Regions from separate parts of the Hermetia illucens genome. Here region 2 is linked to region 1. Evidence: chromatin contacts called from public Hi-C data. All regions are on one chromosome and are shown on one strand. The core of a region is the stretch at or near the end of the contact, and the rest is flanking DNA. Distances in the headings are between cores, read along the strand shown.

Region 1 (5,238 bases), core at 1,872-4,371:
TAGTGATTCTCAGAATACTTCGCAGATTCAAGGGGCGTCCCAAAGCAGCGGCCACTTTGCGTCCCGCCGGAATTCCATGCTAGAGAGTCTGAAATGTGCTTTTACATACGACGGGACCAGTGAATTCTTCAAGCGTGTTGTCGTTTGTGGTAAGCATTTGGTTTACTGAGGAGAAAAACTAAAGGTGGCGTGAGATTGAGATGGATGGGACGCGGGGTAGTGCCGTTGATCGTGTCTTAGAATGCAAGAATCGATTTGACTTGTGTCTTCCCCTAATTCTGGTTCGGCTGTGCAGTGTCCCAATTCCGGGACAAAGTAAAGTTGTGCCGGCTGAAAAGGATTTTTCTTGGGTGCGAGGTGGCGTACGTGTGAACAGTTCTTCTTTGAAAAGTTAGGTACTCATTCACAGCTGAGTTGACTGGTATCCGACGTCAAATCACAATACAAATCCCACTGCCTCCAGTGAGATTTGAACCGCGACTTTCGGTACAACAGCCTTGTGCCCTAACTATTCAGCTATCCCGAATAGATTAAGAAGCCATAAAAGCCTCAAAACTAATATAATTAAATGAAATCCTTAAAAAAAAAAGAAAAAAGAAGGCCCAAATCATAAAGAAGACAAAAATATCAGGAACAATTAAATGCGATAGTACTTAAGTTTCCGCTTGCAAACAAGAATAAAGCATGAACAACGGGTTCAATTAAATTCAGAGGATGAGACCGTTTACCATTCATCACATTGAATTGGTACATATTATAATTTAACGACCCCCCCCCCCCAATCCGTTTGAAGCAGCAGGGGGTGGACGTTCTGGTTACAGTGGGCCTCCGCAGGGCCATAATGTCACCTGGTCCCTAATGAAGAGGAAAGGAAGATGGGGGCTGCCCGTCGCGTAGATGGAAGGGTCCACTGAGAGCTAATCTTTCTCCGTCCATCACGCGCGCATTAAATTTCTTTTTTATGATTGTGTCCCCATCCTTATTAGGCCGTTAGGCAGTGTAACTCCTTCTGAATTGAAATTTTCGGTGGTATCAATCCGCCTCGAGACTTCACGTCTTTGTTAGAGTAGTTTACCCCGGATGGGTTTAATTTTGTTGACCATTGAGTTAAGGCACATGATAAAATGTTTGTGTCTTGACAGGGAGGTAATATTTGAGAACTAAGAACCTCGGCAGTCATCTCGCCGAACTGCTAGCATTCGGATTAGCTCTAGCACGTGCCGGTTCCTCATATTATCTCGCACAGTCGGTGTTCATGACTGGCTAGCTAACCTGTTAGGGGAGGCTGGTTGGTTGATTGGTTGCCTTGGTCACCATGTTGGTACCGAGGTGATACAACGCTATATTCTCATCGTAGCAGTCACCAGGGTAAAGAAGGCACGAAGGTGCCCAAGGAATTCATCGTTCGCATACTAATAATCCAGCTACCTATTGGCCATGCAGCCCTCCACTTCCACTTCGGCTTGGAGTCCTGTGAGTACCTTTTCCAGTGTAGGGAGAAAGATCCCCGGGCTGTCTCTTTGGCTTATCCCCCCGCCAGATGCACTTGCCCCTAACACATGACCAGCAGGCAAACAGAAACCCGTCAGGTGGATGAGTCTACCCCCAGCCCGGCCCTACAAACTCTTGGCCCGTCCAAATACGGTTTCTAACGCGAGAAGGTAGTGTGAGGACTTGCCGAATTATGTAACTTTAACCTGAAACATAATCAGACCAGACCGGCGCATATTCCGATATTTCGGGAACCACTTGTTCTCTTCATTGGTTTTAGACGTCAAGACGTATAGCACTAATGAAGGTAGAAGTGCTTCCCGAAATATCGATATTTGCGAATAAAATAAATAATAATAGCGAAAAAGCAAAAAATATCGAATTATTTCAAATAAAATTCTAAACTTAGAATCAGTTATTTCACTTTCAGAGCAGCATACATATGTAAATGAATTGTTTGCTCTAATTTCCAAGTTTTCTAATTTCTGAAAGTTCTAGCTTTCGAGCGACTACTGTATATGGATTCCAGTAGATTCAAAAACAAATTATCAAATCAATCTAATTAGTTTAGCGTTATCTTTTTATGTGAGTTGTATTAAAATTACTCGAACAAGGTAGGTTAAGATATAGAGAAAATATATATTATCCATTTTTTGACAATCCCCCGGTCTCCAGGAATCTAAAAAAACGTTTTCTTTCTCTCCCAGAATCATATTATTTATTCAAAATGTTGAAACTATTGGGAGCACATATTGTACGCTCCGTACTAATCCTTTCAAATTTTCTAATTGTGCAAACCATAACATAAATTTCATATTTTTCCGTTAAAGATAAAAGTATCTACCATAATTAGATACAACTTATCTTAACCCCTTCACCTGGACGCCCGTGACTCCTACCCAAAGCTTAAGCTTGCAATCTTCAAAGAAATAAAGTTGTCGTGAGTGAGACTCTGATTCCCATAACGAGCTGCCGTCACCTCAGATAAACGAAGAACGCTTCACTTTGCCCGGTTTCTGGTCGATTTCCAGCTCCATTCGTTTTCATCCAGTGCCTCAAATCGTAGCTCCACAAACGCATCTTTACATAACGCACACACATACACCCTACCCACCCACACTTTCACTGCGTGGAGGGCTCGGCTCGGCCGACGGGAACTGAACAAAACAATCCGAGATAGAGGCAAACAAACAAGATACAAGTCAATAGAACTCAAGAATAAATCTGAGCGGGAAAAGATTCGCTCTGATTCCTCCGAGCGGGAGAGAGATGGGTGCCTGGAATTAATCTAAAACCAGTTCCTAAACAAACATTCCACCAGCCCTCCGCCTCCCAGCCGGTTTTAATTGAGTTGTGTATCTTACTCCCTAATCCAGAGCGTGTACGAGGCGTTCCCGACCCAAGCCACGCCCCCGCACTACATTGTGTGGGTGCTGCCCCGTGCACCGGTTCTCTATGTATAGCTTAATCTCGGTATGACTACGCCTGGAAGTAGGGCTAATAGAGATACAACGGATACGGTGTCAGGTTGGTTGAGTACGCGGCCGACCGCCTGCAAGAGATTGGGTCGCCATCCGGTTTAGGACTGGGAGGTGCGTGCCGACATGTGTGGCCTGGGCCTGGGCATGATCTGGGCCGACCCATCGTCCACGTCGGATTGCTCAAATCCAGTCGTTCTCGTCGAGTTCTCACTCAAACGTCTGTCAGATTTCAGATGACATCTGACTGTGTCACACAGTGTAGATAGATAAGTGCGGTTTTTTCTTGAGACGGGATTAGATTTCCTCCAAGACGAGGAATTGAGATTTAAATTTAGTCATTTCGGATTATTGAGGTGTCAGTGCCACACGTCTGGTGTCGTCCGTCCAGCTCTTGTCTTAATTATAAATTGTCCACTGCTATGAGATGGAGTGAAGTGTTGGAAAGTGGTGAAAAGCTGTCCTGAAAGATAGATTAATAAGAAAACTCTAAAATCGACCTCTATCTCTCTCTGGAGTGATTGCTAAGGATATTTTTCGAATTTTAACGAGTCAAACCGAACACAGTGGATTCGAATGTGACTTTGTTCAAGACAGTGTCCTGTTGTGAAAATAAAGGAACGGTTGAGACAGAGTGGGTCACGTGTTGATAGTGCGCTTCGAATTATGGCTCTTGAAGATCGTGTTAGTCCACAAAGTGCCCCAAGTCCTCCAGGAGTCCCGCATTCCCCGCAAAGCACAGCATCACCTTCGATCCTCGATATGAGCCTTCATTCGCAATGTTTGCATAGTCCTCATCATATGGCGCACACCATATCAGAGGGTCATACTCATCTGATTCCCGCCTTCAGTCAAAAGATGTCGCCTCCAGTGCATAGTGAAGATCGTTTCTCGCCAGATAACAACGATGATGAAGATGAAGAAATTGTGATCAAAGAAGAGGAGGAGAATGACTCAGTGATAATGGACGAACAGGATCAACAAGAACAAATATCCGCGGGGATACAACCTCCACAGCTTCCTTGTATAAGTTTTTCGATTACGAATATTTTGAGTGATCGGTTTGGAAAGAGAAAAATCTGTGTTCCTGAGAAGAAGACAAATGGCACAATATTTCGTCCTTTTGAGATTTCAAGGCGAAGTCCTTCACCGCAACCTATTGTCGAGAAGTCAGCTTTCACACGACTTATTCCTGAAGTGATCGACTACAGTCGTCCTCCTCCTCCATCAGCTGTCCTTCCCAATCCTTTGATGATTGAGCGTGCCAACTTCCTAAATTGCTTTAATCCTGCCACATATCCGCGTATCCACGAGGAGATATTGAACAGTCGTCGCAATGGATGTCGCCCGAATGATATTAAAATGCCACCTTTGGGGAGTCTATGCAAAACGGTGTCACAAATCGGCCAAACTCCTTCGCTTCCACAACAATCCCACTGCCTTGCTAGTCCACCACCGTCTTCGTCGATCTCGTCGTCATCTGTATCCTCGACTTCCGCTTCTCCTGCTTCAGGATGTCGGGTTTCATCCGCGAATTCTGCTTTGAGTCCGCAACCTATGTCAGGAGGAACCCAATCGCTGAATGGACGCGATTCTGGTATGGAATCTTCAGATGATACTAGATCGGAGTCGGGAAGCACCAAAGATGATAATGGACAACAGTTGTGGCCTGCATGGGTGTATTGTACACGATATAGTGATCGGCCGAGTTCAGGTTAGTAAACTTGAAAATTTTTAGATTTTAGTTTGGAGTTTTTGGTAGTTCTACCAGAGAAGTAAACTGGGATTAGGTTTTGGTCAAGCGCCAATAAGTTGACGACAATTTTCTTCCTTGCTGGACAGATGTTGATTTTTTTGGTAGCTGAATATGTGTTAGGACGATTTTTAGTTTTAAGATCAGTTGAATGAAAGAGAGAGTTGTTTTGACAGTAGGGAATCCAAAATTTATGAGTGGAAACGAGGAAGTTTAGGAACGTTTTCGGGATAAAAATGAACCTTATGATTTCACGTCTAGAAAGGCAAGACTTCATACTCAGTTGGTTTTAAGGGCATGGACTGGGACGTGTACCAAATTGGGGAATTGAAATATCCCCGAGATAAGTGGCTGAAGTAACCGCTTTAGGCGTTTTCAAAAATTGAACTTAAAAAACGTTTACCATTTTTGGATTGATTTGGCAGCTAATATTAAAAGCAGAAAAAATACGGTTCCTCCCTTTTTGGTTATAATTTAGTTCATTTGAACAAATACCGTGTTTCGGGAATCAGTTGC
Region 2 (4,912 bases), core at 357-2,856, 410 kb after region 1:
AGACGATGCAGAACTTGGTGACGTGGCCGTCGGTACTGGATCAATGGATGTTCTTAAATTCACTGAAGGGGTTGAAATTGCACTATTACTATTTACACTTGATCCCGCTAGGAGCGAACTGGTCAAATCAATGGGAGCACCGTGTTTTTCACTGTTCGTTCGATTCGAAGTCCTGCGACCATTATGGGATGATTTACCACCACCGGCACTTTGTCCAGCTGCTCGTTTTAAAATCGGGTCGGTTATCCTTCGGCCAAAGTCTGCTTTAAGGATATTGTCTATGCTGAATTTCAGGTTTCTTTCGTTTAAATTGTTGTTTAGAAGCTGATGGGGTAACAGAGGGTGGTTGTGGTGCTGATGAAATTGATTAAGAGATGAAGGTGGTGACTGCGATAGCTCCCTCGAAGAAGACAGCCCGAAGGCAGTCAGTCTACTCAAGGCTGATTCCTCGCAAGTAAGTTGTGATGAGATTTTGGAAATAGCATTCAGGTGCGACTGGATTCCTCCAAAGCTAGAAAAGGTATTTGCATTTTCCGGTGGCCTGAATCCTACTTTGCACATATCAGGACTCAGGGCTCCATGGTGTAGCTGGAATGCACTCGCGCGAGCAACAGCCATGAACTGCATCTGCTGCTTCATCAACTGCTCCGCGTAGAGGTGGGATTTCCGTAAGAACTCTTCTTGCAGCCGAGTTGGACTCGGCCTTATAATAGATCCTGCCTGCATACCCAGACTTGAAGGACTGGACAACAGTCCTGGATCACCACTTTCCCTAATCGAATTAGAGTCACTGCTAGCATCATCGTTGCACAACGGCTCTGATCCACCTCTAACCCGGTTATCCTCTGATAAACTCGATAAGTTGTCCCCGCTCTCGCATTCATCAATCCCTTGATCATGATCGTTGCCTGTTCCACTGAACCTGCTTCGCTTGGATACCGACCCGGTGGCAGCACTTCCATTGTCACAACATTCTTCCTGACCTACAGAAAGTTCACTGTCATCACTACAACAACTCATACGGTCATTGATCTTATCACAGTTGTCCCGATTGTGATCGTGTTCCATATGCGAAAAACTACGCGTCCGTCGGCTTTCCTGATCAATTAAGACGCTAGAATCCATCCGGATTGGAGAATTGCCGCAATTCCGGCTATAGGAGCTTCCGGCACTGCTAATCCTGGGGCTGGTCACTTCATGGTGACGCTCGAGCAAGAGACTGTCAGACTGCCCCAGACCAACCCCAAGAGACGAAGGTGGCGATCCTGATCCTGTCGAGGAAGGCCGATCATTACAATACATGGGAATCGGCAAAACGAGCGGAAGCAAAGGGATCGGGCGTGTGGTCAATGTCGTCATTGGATGCAAGATTCTGGGTACAGTGAAGCTAGAAGAACTGCGATCTCAGTAGACGATAAGTGTCGTTACAATATCATAACTACGCTACTAGACACTCTAGTTACTCGGAAACTTCGTCACTTGTCTCACTTAGCCAACTTCCGGTAACGTGGGTAAACCAAGAACAATCACTGTTTTTGAACGCCTCAAATGGAGCCGAACCCCGCAGCAGAGACACACACCGTCATTCACTTCACCACGTCGTTTCAAGTCAGACCACGTCGTAGAACTGAGCCCCAACTGTCTCGATTGAATACAACGCGGGAGGCGGGCCCAGCCCCAATTTGCACTAAAATGCCCGCACCATAAGCACCTCCCCCATTCGCAACTCAATCGACATCAACCGGCCGAGCCAGGGGGCGGAGCTTCCGAACTTGTTCTCTTATCAGACACATGGCAACTCCCTTGGAAATTCTCACTCGTGATTGGCGGACGTAAATACCAAGGTAGGGTCGTGGCAAGCATATATAACGCACACAAACACGAGCCATCTTATATCTGAAAATAAAGATTTCCGGAAGGGATTTCGCTCGGCATGTGCATGTCAGATTCGTTTCCCCTGACGACTCTCAAGGGTTGGAATGGAGTCCGGTTGGAAGGATAAATCACGGCTTGAGTACATAGAACCAGTTCACATGCCGAACTCTAGCTGCTCTCCTCACTCAGCCAAGAAACAGTCTCCGTCGTTATCTACACATTCTACAATCTGAGCTTTCCAGATACTTTGAATAAATACCGAAAGCGAGAAAACATCTGCTGAAATAATTTCAGGAAGCCACGAACGGGAGAAACAGGCCGATATGTACTTGGAGATACTTTCCCGGGTTCCCTTTGTTTGGCTGCGTGGTCTCTGGTGTGTGTATCTTTCGTGTGCGAACGCTCAGATACTTCTCTCTTTTCTCCGCAGCTTGCAGATGCGCTCGCGGGTTGCGGTTAATGCTTCGCCCTACGGTGTGTGCACTCAACGTGAAAAGGAGGTTCGATAAAAAGGTGATGAGTTTGTTTCTTCTTTTGTGTGGTATTTCCATTCTTTTATTGTCGCGTTTGGTTGTTTTTCTGGGTTTTGTCTTGTTTTCTTCGTGCACTGAGAACAATCTTCTTTGGATTAATGCATTACGTGATGTGGATGTGATGTGTTTGTATGGCGGTGCACGATACGCACGGCTGCGTATTTTTTTACTTTATCTGCTTCACATATTAATTTTTTTTTCCATTGGGTTCTTTTGTGGATTGGAGAGGCTTTTTGACGATGATGCTTTAGTTGTGATGTGTTAATTCGATTAGCGAGGTTTTGACGTACATGTTGATATTGCAATGGCATTTAAGTTAGCTTTTCACAAGCGTGAACAATGGGGGTGAATAGGTCATGTGAGATACAGATTATACTGCATAAATGAAGTCTCAAATCAAACGAAGTTTACACAGCAATCTATCTGCGATTGAAAACTTGAGGGAGTATTTAACTGTTTTTCGAAAGTCCACGATGTTCAGTCCGAATTAATTGGCCAAAAGAAATAAGTTTCCATTGTTTAATGAAAAGCTTATTAGAATTAATAAGTAAAAAAGAAAGGAGTAATTTGGTTGAGCGTCAGCATCTCGATCTCGTTGTTCCGTAACTTTAAGCAGGAACTAGAACGGGCATATCTAAATGTCAAAGTCTAGGCAAACATAAGGCCCAAACATAACAACAAAGTGACTGCGTCCGTTCGCAGTAAGAGAGATGTCAAATGAAGTTCATTACACGGGCTTGTATGAGACATTATATAATAAATTCGGAAAATCGAACTTTTTCGATGCGTGAGAGAGAGTTTGTTGCGTCATTTGCAACATGGCGGCACTTTTCGTTTTCGGCTGTTAGATTTGAATGGGATTAATTAGCATGAATTCGTTCCATTCATCAAAATTGAATTTAAGCCGGAGGTAAGTGCACTCTTGGGGACACCAATTGCATGATTTAATTAACATAAAAAATGCATGTAGGTCGATTTTCCGCGCACAAATTCGCGGCATTGCAAATAATATTCACGTTTATTCAATTGCCGAATGCATCTTGCTACTGGTTTGTCTGTGCCGCCCGTTTTTGAAGCATCGACCCATCCTTCGGCTTCGATAGCCTGAGCTGCAAATAGCGATTTCCCTGGAGGCATGTTTTGACCGAAGGCGGTTTGATCGGAAGCTGTTTGCTGCCCGAAGGCAGGTGTTTACCCCTAAGTAAGAATTTTGCCTCTGCAGGTGGCGCTGGCTGGAGCTTGGGGCAAGAGCCACTTTCTACCTAGGCCAGGATGTACCGTCTACGGCCACATCTTAATCCCTGCAACCTTTCAGCCCTCGCACGGTAATCACACCTTGGATTGGGGTTTTGTTTACCGCTTAGTTTCAGATGCCACTTATGATTCCCTAGATGACCTTCCCTACTGAACTTCTTCACCACGACACCCGTAAACGGAAATTTCATCGCATTAGTACAACAACCCTGTTCAGAGTTATCTGAAGTCTACTTCAGATGCATCGCCTTTTTTCTATCGTAGAGACAATGCGCTTTATTGGCTAAAATGTCTATACAGATTAGTCTATAGAAATTAGTCCTGCGATGTTACTCGTCCGATATCACTCCTAGACTATCATGAATGAAATGCCCATCGTGAACGGTGCTCTGCGGTGGCGGCGAGGAAGATGGGGCGGCAACCCTATCGGCCAAACCAAAACCAAGTGGTCGAGGAGAACCTCCATAGTGGTGGCACCGGGAGACGCTGTAATCACTTTGGTTTGCCGGCCGTGATTCAGTAGACGATTGCTCCAAAGGCCTAATCAGGGCGATCAGACCCGAGTCTGCACGGGGACTTATCTGAAGTGGCAAATTGGTCACGAAACCTTCCCAGGGGTATACTGGTACCATGGGAACCGGGATAGCCCCTGGGCTCTCATACTTCGGGTGAACTCCCGTTGTATGTGAGTACAGCTCGGTTGTTTGCGGTTGGCCCCCCTAGTGGGAGTTCCATGGTGGTTGTAGTTATGCTCAAGCGACAAGAGACCTTCGGGCGTCGACGTGGTGTTGCGTATCAACACGGGTGCCGTACTCCATAGTTCGGTAGAGATTTAGGTAATTCTTGCATCCACTAGTATGAATGCTAAGCCATGCACTTGGTATAGACTGGTACCGTTGTTGCTTGTCTCAGCGGGGCTCTGATTGTGGTCACAAAATCAATCCGTATCTTAAGAGGACCGTAGGATTAAGTCTCACGACAGGTGCCTACGTAAAACACCATGGGCTTCACTGCCCATCGTGAACATACCTCTTAGGACCTTCCAAAGGCTTACTCGTAGCTTGTGTCATTTTTACAATAAGGAAATTTTTCCACTGCTGAACAACATCTGGATTTCGGAGAAGCCGGTATTGAATTTGAGGGCAAGTCTCTATTCGCCTGCGCGCAAACTTAGAATCGCCATGCAAGCGAAGATAAGAGCCACCAGATGTTTTCGAAGCCACTGTCAGTACCACTTTTTACGCACATTT

The links. Hi-C and Micro-C count contacts between places; a contact is called where the count stands out from the background.
Region 2: a Hi-C map of an unstated tissue shows a contact between it and region 1, with 10 times the contacts expected there. The contact joins the promoter of LOC119646908 here to the promoter of LOC119646972 in region 1. A contact is called at or near these places in 2 of 2 Hi-C or Micro-C datasets (an unstated tissue and whole body).

Annotation. Positions count from the first base shown.
Region 1 is chr1:8,944,197-8,949,434 of iHerIll2.2.curated.20191125, forward strand. LOC119646972 (segmentation polarity homeobox protein engrailed) reads left to right here and starts at 3,122. Exons shown (of 3, transcript XM_038047676.1): 1 at 3,122-4,683. The coding sequence starts at 3,636.
Region 2 is chr1:9,356,568-9,361,479 of iHerIll2.2.curated.20191125, forward strand. It overlaps LOC119646908 (homeobox protein invected), which reads right to left and starts at 1,607. Exons shown (of 4, transcript XM_038047578.1): 1 at 1-1,607. The coding sequence starts at 1,359.